Linked DNA regions of Sus scrofa: region 2 is linked to region 1. Evidence: chromatin contacts called from public HiChIP or PLAC-seq data. All regions are on one chromosome and are shown on one strand. Each heading gives the region's core, a stretch centred on a gene start, on an enhancer-like site or on the middle of the called end of the contact. The rest is flanking DNA. Distances are from core to core; before and after follow the strand shown. Region 1 holds the start of HOPX (HOP homeobox). Region 2 has its middle 55 kb from the start of HOPX.

Region 1 (5,689 bases), core at 1,130-3,629:
GTGGCCCTTAAAAGCAAAAATTAATTAATTAATTAAATGACTGTAGGATTAGGGGAAAACAGTAAAGCTGTCAGGTTGGCATGACTGTCAACCCAGGCATTGGAATTTAGAAAGAAGCCAGCAGTTTTCATTTAACCTCTTGAAATGTTTTATGCGCCATCTTTCCTCAACCACAAAAGGAAACACAACCACAGGATGAATCATTCTTTGAATGTTTCATAAGATATTAATAACCACAGCCACACAGAACTTGTATTCAGATTAAAGTTCAAGAAGCTTTAGCATATTTTTGTTCTTTTCATCTGACATTGTTTAGACTACCTTCAAACATACTTTTTTCACCAGTTTCCTCACTGGAAAGACCTGAGAAGTTTTTAAGGCCAAGGTTACTAGGATGATTTGATTTGTAAGTTTCCTTTGAAAAAAAGAGGGAGAGAAGAAATGGAGCCACAAACACTTGTCAACCAAAGAGGGCTGAAATAACAGGGCAGTTTGTGGAGAATAACAGGTCGCTCCATCGTGGTAAGGTCTCCTGCCCTCATTTCTAGAAATTAGGTTTGTCCGTCTGGAGTATCTTGGAGAAGAAGTTGGTACTTCCCAGTGGTCCTTCCAGAAACCTCCTTACAGCCAACCATGGCCAATGGCCCTTCACCAACTAACCCAAGGAGTACTTCAAAGTCAAGTGGAACCTATCCATGAAACCTCATCCAGAGTCTTCAACAGGAAACCACAGAAATGTAAGAGAAAATGCACCTGCCTAACTGGAAGAACATGAGTCCCCCTTGAATTATATAATAGCAATTCAAAAAACAAAGAGGGAGAGAAGGCCATGTAGAAGAGTCCTTAAATAGTCCAGTTTAGAAATCTGTACATTTATTTGGTGAATATTTCTGAAGGACTGTGGATTCTACAAAGTAGCAGCAAAATTTTCCTGGAAGAGCCAGCAGAACTGTGTCACTGGAATTAGGCAAAACTTTCCAGGGCAAGGCATAAAATCAGAGGCAACAGTCTCCCTTCTCCTGTGTTTTGTCAGGCACAAGGAGCAGTGGTGGGTAGTCCTGGTGGCAGGTTTGGCTGGAACTGGTAACCCACAAGGGCAGTCAGTCAGACAGCAACAAGCCCTACCTGCATTTTGACTGTTGCCCTCCTGACTGTTTGCTGCTAAACTAAAGACAGAATGGGCTGCTGAGAGCCTAGAAGAGCATAGGACTGAAACTGAAGCTGAGGTTTTCCATTTTAGGGTGTTACTCACTCAGGTTCTTTCCAGCTCTGAAGTTCTGTGTCAAAGGAGGAGACTGGGGCCACCAGGAGAGGAGGCACTGACCACCTGGCTGGACCCCATCCTGCCTCAACACTGTGACAGGAATCTCTGGGACAGACTTTTAAGTGGGGGAGCATAGGATTCCCTAAAAACACAAGGAGCTTTCACTATGACCTGACACTTGGCTAGATCCCAAGAATCTCTCACAGTAGAATGGCTCCTGGTCTGACCTGAAGGTGAGCCAGTGACCAAGTGGAGAGGGAAAGACACTTATTTAGGGAGCACAGGGCGCAGGTCATAGGAGGAAAGCTTATAAGAGCATCAGCGCTGTGATGCCAACAGACCAGTGTTGTGTGGTTCATCCCCAGGCACAAACCACATCAGGGTTGTACTGGATGATTGGGCAATTGTTTCTGAAAACAACACGGCAGCGTGATTCCCACATTTGCGCCTGTCTTTTCCTGTCAGCGAAGGCAAGTGCTGACCTGGCTGTACCAAATCCTCAGCCAAGAACTCCAAGGCTCTAACTTCCTGCCTCCCGCCGCACCTGCAAATGAGAGGGAGGGGTGCACATCTGCCTTTTTTGGCTGCATTTCAGAGGCTACTTAAGCATGAGAGATGCAGCCAGGAGTGATGTTCTCCCAAATCTGCTAGCGGGATGCTTGGCTCTAAAGTGAGGACATACTAGAGACTCTAAAGCTGGTAAACGGACCCAATCTCCTGACTTTACAGTTAACGCAAACCACAAGGGACGTCTGGTTGACAAGGCAGTCCTCCTCGGCTGGGGGTTGGCTCCATCCTGGAAGTCCCCACCTAGGGAGGCACAGGGTGAGCAGGCTCTGCTGCGCCGGTGGGACAATGGCCGGGCCAGGCTGGGCCGCCAGCAGCTAGCTGGCGTAGGCCTCCGAATCCAGGCTTTAGAAAGACAGGGGGTGGAGGGAGGAGGAGGTGGCGGCCTGCGGAGTGACTCACGCCGGCCCTCAGGCTCCCGCCTCTGGAGCTGCAGGGGTAAATCACTGAGGACCTGTCACCGGCTCTGTAAGAGGGAGACACGAAGAGCGCCGCCCCCATGTCCCCGCCTTGAGGGGCCACTGCTTGGCAGGAGGTGTGGGTGAGTGTCCTCCCGGCCAGGGCTGCCCAGGATCAAACCATCTCGGAGGCGGCCTGGCGCGGGCTGGCGGTACCCGGCCCGTGTCTGGAGGACCGTCCCCAGGGACGAAGCCTTGAAGGCGGTTTTTCAGACTCGCCGCCGCAATTCCTCCGGCCCGGAGGCCGCGGAGTCACCTTCCTCCCACCTCGGGTCTGGGGCCTCCCGGGGAAAATCATCAAAGTTCGGGGCAGGAGGGGGTACCTCCAGGCGCAGGGCACGACTCACGGCCGCTTCTTCCCGCTCCGCAGCCGCGCCGGGACCATGTCCGCTGAGCCCGCGAACGGCCCCACCGAGGACCAGGTGGAGATCCTGGAGTACAACTTCAACAAGGTCAACCGGCATCCGGACCCCACCACGCTCTGCCTGATCGCGGCCGAGGCTGGCCTGTCCGAGGAGGAGACCCAGGTGAGCCCCCGCGGGTTGCGACCCGCCCGCCCGGGCCACGTCCCAGAGGTGGGGACCCTTGCCGGGTCCACCAGCGCTCCTGCCCGCGCCCCACGCCCCGCCCGGGAGCCAGGTCCAGCATCCATCTCCCGCAGCATCCCGGCTTCCCCGTCCTCGGGCGCGGGTCTCCCCTGCACCCGGCACGGCAATGCCACGGAGGCCGCTCGGAGACCTCAGGCCCATCCTCCCTCCTCCTGGCTCTTTGCCTCCCCGCTTCCGCCCGGATAAATGCGTCTCCTCCCTCCGGGTCGGGAGCTCGGTCCCCGTGCGGATGTCTGGCTTGCTCTCCCGGGTTGGTTTCTCCTCTGGGCTGTGGGTGAAACCTCAGGAGAGGTGCCGCCTGCGCCCCGGATCCCTGCGCCCTCAAACCTCTTCTCAAGGCGGGAACGTCGGAACTGGAAGGGATTAGCGATCAGCTCTAAATTCGGTCCTCGCGTTTGGTAAACCCGGAACGCAAGGTTCAGAGGGAGAGAGGCTGGGATGGCGCCGGGCGTTAGGCATGCTCTGTCCATGACAGTCACGCTGTGGCCTCCGCTTAGCTGCAGAGCTAAAACTGCACGGGGCCAGGGAAGACTGGGTTCCGATTTTTAAAGATTCCATAGCTTGAAGGTGTAGGGTCTTTTCCTGAAGTTTTCTGAGGAGGTAGACATCTGATATGACAGCTGAAGGAAGTGGAAGCAAATGTCACTGTATGTGCATAGATTTATCTATTTTTTAAGCTCCTATATTACCCTGAAAATTGTTTAGAGCAGACGACACTCCCCATAATTTTTAAACAGCAGGTGCAGTAGTGGCTCCTGAAACGGACTTTTTTTTTTTTTCCAACCTGTCTAAACTCTGACTTCTGTGTCCCCTTTGGTCATGGAAAAACAACTAGTTATGTACGATAACACTACTTGGAACTCCCCTAGCCCCCCTCCCCAGAGAGTCCAAAGCCCTTCACACCTCTGGATCCAAAGCAGAGAAGTTCTTATTGTTCCTATTCTATAGACAAGAACATTGGTCATCCTGCCCTCTCCTCGCGGAGATTCACCCTTAGTTGAGGGTTCAGAGCTTGTAGCTCCAGTGGATGCTGGAGCCAAGACCCAAAGATCTATTTTGGATCCCAAGTCTAAAATGATTTTTACTAATTAAACCTTTGGAGAACTTGCCCATAGAAAATCTTCCCATTCCTGGGTCAAATAGAAAGTCAAGCATATCTGTTTTTTAGCAAAGGAACAAGCTGCCTGGCTAACCAGAACCAGAACCTCATGGAAGGTGATTTACTGTAACCCAAGTCTAACAGCTTCTGTTTCTGGAACCCCTCGTCCCCCACCCAGGAGGCAGCCTGTTGTGCTTTTGTCATTTAAAATTACACACTAAACTTATAAGCGTCACTACAGAGACCGTAAACTCCACTTTCTAAAAAGAAGGCTGTAGATTTGCTGTGGGTTCAGTGGCAGCCCTGGTTCTCCCTTGGAACATTACTGTCATTCTCTTAGCTGTAAATCAGAATAATTCTGTTGACCTTTCTAACAGATGATACTTGCCACCTGTTGTTCCAGGTGGTCTCCAAGTATTAAATCATTTCTTTCCCACAACAGTGCTGTGAGGTAGGTATTATTGCCCCATTGTACAGACAAGCAAACTGAGGTACAGAATATCTTGCCTGAGATCACAACTGTGAAGTAGCCGAGCTGGGAATTGAACCTGACAGCCTGGCTCCCTGGCCCAGAGGCTTAACCACCATGGCATTTTGTCCCCACAGGAAAAGAAATGGAAACAACTGGGTGGGTGGGAGGGAAAGGCTAAGAATTCAATTTATGTTCTATTTCTTCCGGAAAAAACAAACAAACCAAAACACCTTCATTCCAGGCTATCGTCCATCTCTCCTTGAGATTCACTTTATATGAGAGAACTGAACTGAGGTCAGGTTCAGGGCAGGGAGAGAGGACCTGTGAAGTCGGCCAGTTCTGACCCCTGCATTGCAGGTTCCTCTGCCCCTGGGCATCCCGCTCCTACCTCCCCAACCAACCTCACAGAGTAAATGGTAGACTCAGCCCCAGAGTGGGTGTTTTGGGGTGAGTCGGCCTCATAGGAGGGCTCTTCACATCCTTTCCTGCGGTGAGGCCCACACCTTCTTCCTCCCTGAGGTGGCCCAGCTCCACCTGCCCCTCAAGTTTGCATTGGCATGGACCAGGAAGCCGCTGAGACCTCAGAGCTCAGAAAGAGGCCACACTTAGCAAGGGCAGGGAACAATGTGTCTTAGGCAACCCTCTGTCATCCCTTAGGAGGCTGGCTCTCACCTTCCAACATCCGTCCCTTCCCTGCACCCCCTTCTCAACCCTCACACCCCCAAGTGCGCTGGTGCTGGTGGATGAAAGGGGTCTCCCCATAGGGACCCTGTAAATAACTCCTGAAGACCAGGGTGTGCTGGATCCGATGTGCAAGTAGGGACTGGTGGCAGCACATCCCTGTCTCATGTTAGCACTGCCCTTTACCATGAGAAAAGGTCATCAAAGCCAAAATAATAATCATCTCATATGCCTGGTTCCTCATCCCCAAGACCAAACACTTCCAGAATGGTGTTCATATTGGTGTTCCTAAAATAAGCAATGCTAGGAGAAGTAAAGCAAGCACAGATGCTTGACCAGAGCTGGTGCTCTGCCAGGGGCAGGGGGGCTAAAAGGTTGGAACATCCTCTGACAGGGGGATGGGGGATGCTTTGACCTCTTTCTGACCAGCCCACTATAAAACTCTGTTCTCTGCTCTGTGCTGGAGGGGCCTCCAGGAACCCAGAGTGAGGTGATGGGCTCCCTAATGGAAATAACCTCTTAAGCTGCCTTTGCTGGGAT
Region 2 (5,535 bases), core at 622-3,121, 56 kb before region 1:
GTTTCCATGACATATATTAACTGCTCCATAAATATTCATGGGATAAATGAAAGAAAAGAAGTCAAGTAGGAGCCAGAAATCCTTGAAATGACCAGAGAAAGACGACCCTTCAGTAGGAAGGAAAACAGGCCAGAATCCCACCTTTCCAACCAAGACAGATCCCTTCCCTACATTTCCTGCAGATGTCAACTTGTTCTCCATACCCTGGGGGCCAGGCCAGTGTTACAGGGAGCAAGACACAAATGCTGTAAGAGGGCTCTGGGATCACCTGTGCTCATGAAGCAGTTTCTATTTTTCTGGGTTACAGGTGGGGAGTGGGTTGGGTTTTCCTCTGTGGGTGGGGGTGGGGCAGTGGCTAGCCTTAATCAGGGTTAATTGCAGCTTTGGCAAATAATGACAATATATCTGGATAGATTTTTGGAGAATGTGTCATTCACCAGTTCAATGTCTGTTGCTTAACTTTAGTTAAGTGAGGGGAGGCAGGGAAGGAAATATAAGTGTTGAATTTGATGAGCAGCTGGCTTGATCTTTATTCCAGATGTAGTGACGTCAGTGACAGACTCTGTGCTTCTCTTCTGTGCTGTCAGGCCTCAGACAGGAGGGGGTTTAAGGCTGAATTCCAACCTTAACAGCAGACAAAGCGAGGGGCACTTAGGAAAGTTGATGCAACGTGGCCCAGGCCTTTTAGGAATCTCATGGACTCTAGAATTTCTGACTGCCTAATTTCTACGCTCTAGCATGAGAAGGGCTTATTTAAGACTGGGGCCCAGGAATTTGGAGAGTTAAATGGTCAGCATTAGGGAGGTCTCGGCCAAGAAGATGTTTCCATCTATGTTTAAACCTTCCAACGCTTCCTTATTTCCTTTAGACTAAAAGCCAACAAGGCTCCAAGCATCCTGGCCTCTTCCATCTCCTGCAACCACTCAGGGACCCTTCTAGTCCCCACACATGCCACTCCCTTTCTGTCTTCAGCCTTTGCCTATGTTGGCTTCCTGGCTTTTCATTGATTTGACTTCCTATTACGTTTCAGGTTTCAGCTTAGAGTCTCTGTCTCAGTGTGTGGCCTTCTCTAACCACCTCCCCTGAAGTGGCCGCATAACTGCCCCTTCTGCCACCCTCACCATCATCATCTCTCCTCTCTGGTGGTCTTTGTCTATAATGTTCTTGCTTATTTCATTGTTTCCTTACTAATTTGCTTCCTCCACTAGCCTGTCACTTCCGTGTGGGCAGAAGACTTACTATCACTCTCCCACGTATCCCCACTCCTAGCACAGTGTCCAGTCCACAACAGGGGCTCCATCCACATTTGTGGACCGAAGACTGAAAGAATCGTTCCCTCGAGGGCACCAGCAGCTCTCTTTGTGGACAGTGTGCCTCAGCTATCAGAGTGGCTTTAAACTCTCCACTTATTCGTGGCTCCTGCCCTTGGCTAAGTCTTATGGTCCACTGGGGACGAGTGGCCCCAACCGGGGTCTCCGAGGCCTCTCACCTGGTGCGCTGAGCTCCCTAAGGCAGCAGGTGTTCCTGCAGCGGGTGAATCAACCGGTTCCCCAGGGTGGGCCCTTTCTTGGGTGGAACGGCCATGCCTCCAGGCTTGCCAGGACCTGCTTCTCCAGTGATGGGGCGCCGCTCAAGCCCAGCGGGCAGGGCGGCTGGGCCCTCCAAAGGAGACAACAGCAGGCCCAGAGAGATTCACACAGAAAAACCTAACTCCTGCTTAGGAGCCAGCCTGGGGCTGGAAAGTCCACTTGGAAGAAATTCCAACAGCTACGAGCCAAGAAAAATAGGAAAATTCCCATCTACACGCATGCATTTTCCACTGGAGCCACTCCATCCATGTTTGCTTGTCCAGGGCTTTTCCAATGAGGACCTCCCTGTGACTATCAGAGGCCCTCAGCTCTGGGAGAAAAGGGAGAGAAAAATGGAGAGAAGATGGCAGGGCTGTGGACAGGGAGACGGAACACGTAGCCTCCAGTGGGTGACCATCTCCAGGGTCTCATGGGGTGGGCTTCCTTGGACCCTCACCCCGGAGGAGGAGGGTGTCACAGCTGGGAGAGGCACCACCTGGCAGCCAGCAGCCCTGGGGCCTCTTCCCACCAGGTTGTCCCCTTTGCCAGGTGACCTTGGACAAGCTGCTTCACCTTGAAACTCAGGTTCCTCTGCTATTAAATGAGAAATTTAACTTTTTTTTTTTAAATTGAGATATACTTGATTTATGCTATATAAGTTTCAGGTGTACAAGATGGGACTTCACAATTTTTAAAGATTATACTCCATTTATAGTTATTACAAAATACTGGCTATATTTCCTATACTGTATGTTCCATATATCCTTTTTTTATTTTATTTTTTTTGTCTTTTTAGGACTGCACCCATGGCATATGGAGGTTCCCAGGCTAGGGGTTGAATTGGAGTTACAGCTGCTGGCCTGCACCATAGCCACAGCAATGCAGGATCCAAGCCAGGTCTGTGACCTACACCACAGCTCACAGCAATGTCAGATCCTTAACCCATTGAGCAAGGCCAGGGATTGAACCCACATCCGCATGGATCTTGGTCGGGTTCATTACCACAGAGCCACAACATAAACTCCTATTTGTTCTTTTTGACTGACTTATTTCACTCAGCACAATGTCTTCAGATTTCATCTATGGGATAGCCTGTGTTTGAATTTTCTTTATTTGAAAGTCTGAACAATATTTCCCTGTATGTATACACCATATTTTGTTTAATCATTTATTCATCGATTGGGTTGCTCCACCTTTTGGCTCTTGTGACTAATGCTGCTGTGAACGTGGGTGTTGAAGTATTTGAGTCCCTGCTTTCTCTTCTTTTGGCCACATACCCCGAAGTGGAATTTCTGGATCATAAGATAATTCTGTTTAATTTCTTGAGGAACCATCAAGCCGTTTCCCACAGTGGACTGTACTGTTTTACATTCCCATCGGCGATGCACAAGCATTCCAATAAACAAAACAAACTCTTATTTGTCAGAGAATCCATTTTTTAGAGGCCATGTTCCAGGTGCTCTATATGCAAAAGACATTACAGTGATGGGTTCCAGAAGCAGTGGGGGTGAGGAGCCCAACAGCCTCCAAAGCATCTCTGTGGCACAAAACAAAAGCTGGATGAGGTGTTCTCCAAAGGCCCTCACACGTCAGGCAGCCGAGTCCATGTTCACGTGACACATTCAGCAGCCAGTAGGCACAAGGCATCTTTTATTTACTTTTGCAATACCTGTTCCACAAAGGATTTGAGGAGATCTGCAAAAACCCATACAATAGCAAAAGCAAGAGTCTCAGGGCAGAGAAAGGTGGGAGGGTTAACTTAAGATATATGTGAGCAGACACTGCCTCGCCCTCAGACTCCTCCAGTCTGGGCGCTGCAGGCAAAGGAGTGCCAGAGAAATTCAGAGGGCTAACGCTCCAGGAACATGTGGAATCTCCAGATGCGGAGAAAGGCAGGAATGTTTATGTTATACATTCCTTCACCCAAAGCCACACTGCAAGACTCGAAGAATAAAGAGAAGAGGAATCTATTTTGAGCAGAACAAAATCATGCTGAGTGAGTGAGTGCTTCTAAGAATGGAGCCAAGTCATAAACCCGAGGTTTACTTCTTAGCCCCACTACCCGCTAAGCCAGGGCAGAGTACTTCACCTCTTTAAGCCTCCGTTTTCCCACCTACAAATGAGGATGATGCCAGGGGTTGCTGTGAGGACTGAGTGAGACAAGCCAAGTCCAGGGCCTGGCACAGGAAGCTATCACTACAGCAGCTACTCTCACCAGAAGTATACTTGGGGGTTCCGACACTGTGTACCCCCCATCAGCCCTCCGTCTCCAGCACTGAAGTGTGCCAGTCATAGTAGGTGTTGAATGGATGCCTCTAGCCCTCTACTGATATAGATGCTGTTCCTGTTTGACGTGTCTTGTGCCATTCTCCCTCTGACAATGATGGGTGACGGGTTGGAAATGCATGAAGTTAGGCTGGAAGGGTGTTGCCCACTAGGGAACACCCAGAGACTACCTGCCCATGGAGTTTGATGAAATTCAAGCCATGGAATGTACGTGACCTGGGTCAAGGGCCTCTACTGTGCTTTTCCTCACACCCTCCCTCCTGAAAGGAATGTGTTTTATTTCAGTGAAAGGTGTAAAATGATAAACTGGATAATAAATTAGGACAGGAGAGATATCAGCCCTGGAAACTTTATTCAATTCAACCACTATTTACTGAATTTTAACCTTTAACGTTTAAGGCTCTCTGGGCACTTGGGTATTTGAAGTTTAGCAGAAAAAATTTCTCAGAGCATGTACTTTCTAATAAATAGGTGACAAACAGATATGTCAGTATGAGAAAAATGCCATAAATATGATCAAACGAGGAGTTCCCGTTGTGGCTCAGTGGTTAACGAATCCGACTAGGAAACATGAGGTTGTGGGTTCAATCCCTGGCCTTGTTCAGTGGGTTAAGGATCTGGCATTGTTGTGAGCTGTGGTGTAGTTTGCAGACAAGGCTTGGATCCTGCATTGCTGTGGCTCTGGTATAGACTGGTGGCTACAGCTCCAATTTGACCCCTAGCCTGGGAACCTCCATGTGCCCAAGAAGATCAGCCCAAGAAGGGGCACAAAGACAGGGGGAAAAAAAAAAGATGATCAAATGAATGATATGGGAAATAAAAGAAGGGAGAAATTCCATTCCTTTGTAATTATTTGGAGATGTTTCTCAAGACCTTTTTCAGATGGTCTTTGAATTTTGGTACCGTGGGGGATGATGGGAGCAGAAAAGGGTAGCCCACTTAGCCACAGTGTGTCATTGGTTTTTGGCAGCTCATACACCACGTGCCAGAGGGTGTCTAGAAAGAGGGTCCTGAGTTCAGACGAAGATTTACAGGGAAAGAGAGCAACTGAGAGATTCTGAGCAGGGAAGTGGTGTGATCAGGAAATTAAACTGGTGGTGTCGTGTGAAACGGACTGAGGTGGAGCCAGACAGGCAGCTGAAGCGGATCTGGGAGGAAATGACAAAAGGGAGTGTTGGGAGGGACCTACGGGAGAAGCTTTGCTGAGGCAGCTACTGCGGGATTTAAGGGTCAGTTCTGGAGTTCCCGTCGTGGCGCAGTGGTTAAGGAATCCGACTAGGAACCATGAGGTTGCGGGTTCGGTCCCTGCCCTTGCTCAGTGGGTTAACTATCCGGCGTTGCCGACAGTGTAGGTTGCAGACGCAGCTCGGATCCCGTGTTGCTGTGGCTCTGGCGTAAACCGGTGACTACAGCTCCAATTCGACCCCTAGCCTGGGCACCTCCATATGCTGCAGGAGCGGCCCAAGAAATAGCAAAAAGACAAAAAAAAAAAAAAAAAAAAAAAAGGTTCAGTTCCCCTGCTCTACTTTGGGGGAAAGGGGAGTTTGGGAACTTCATTTCCCAAACCAGCGCTCACCGCCTTCTGGTGAACAGACTGCAGGCTTGGGAGCCTTGTGTGGACCCACATGCCTCTGGGCTTGCAGAACTGGAAGCATCTCTCACCTGCCTGGTGCTCCATGTG

The links. HiChIP or PLAC-seq counts read pairs in DNA pulled down with a chosen protein or histone mark.
Region 2: a contact with region 1 is called in an H3K27ac HiChIP or PLAC-seq map of skeletal muscle, with 6 times the contacts expected there. The contact joins the enhancer-like site here to the promoter of HOPX in region 1. A contact is called at or near these places in 7 of 47 Hi-C or Micro-C datasets (embryonic fibroblasts, heart right ventricle, liver and 3 more) and 1 of 2 datasets of contacts at active chromatin or transcription factors (skeletal muscle).

Annotation. Positions count from the first base shown.
Region 1 is chr8:55,864,378-55,870,066 of Sscrofa11.1, reverse strand. HOPX (HOP homeobox) reads left to right here and starts at 2,379. Exons shown (of 3, transcript NM_213792.2): 1 at 2,379-2,561; 2 at 2,660-2,816. The coding sequence starts at 2,673.
Region 2 is chr8:55,920,002-55,925,536 of Sscrofa11.1, reverse strand. No RefSeq gene overlaps it. Among named protein-coding and RNA genes, the nearest start is that of HOPX, 55 kb to the right of the region's middle. Within about 2 kb of position 1,871, at least 6 of the 83 cell types and tissues checked have an H3K27ac peak or open chromatin away from gene starts, as enhancers often do. A contact at or near this core is called in skeletal muscle, where this site is marked.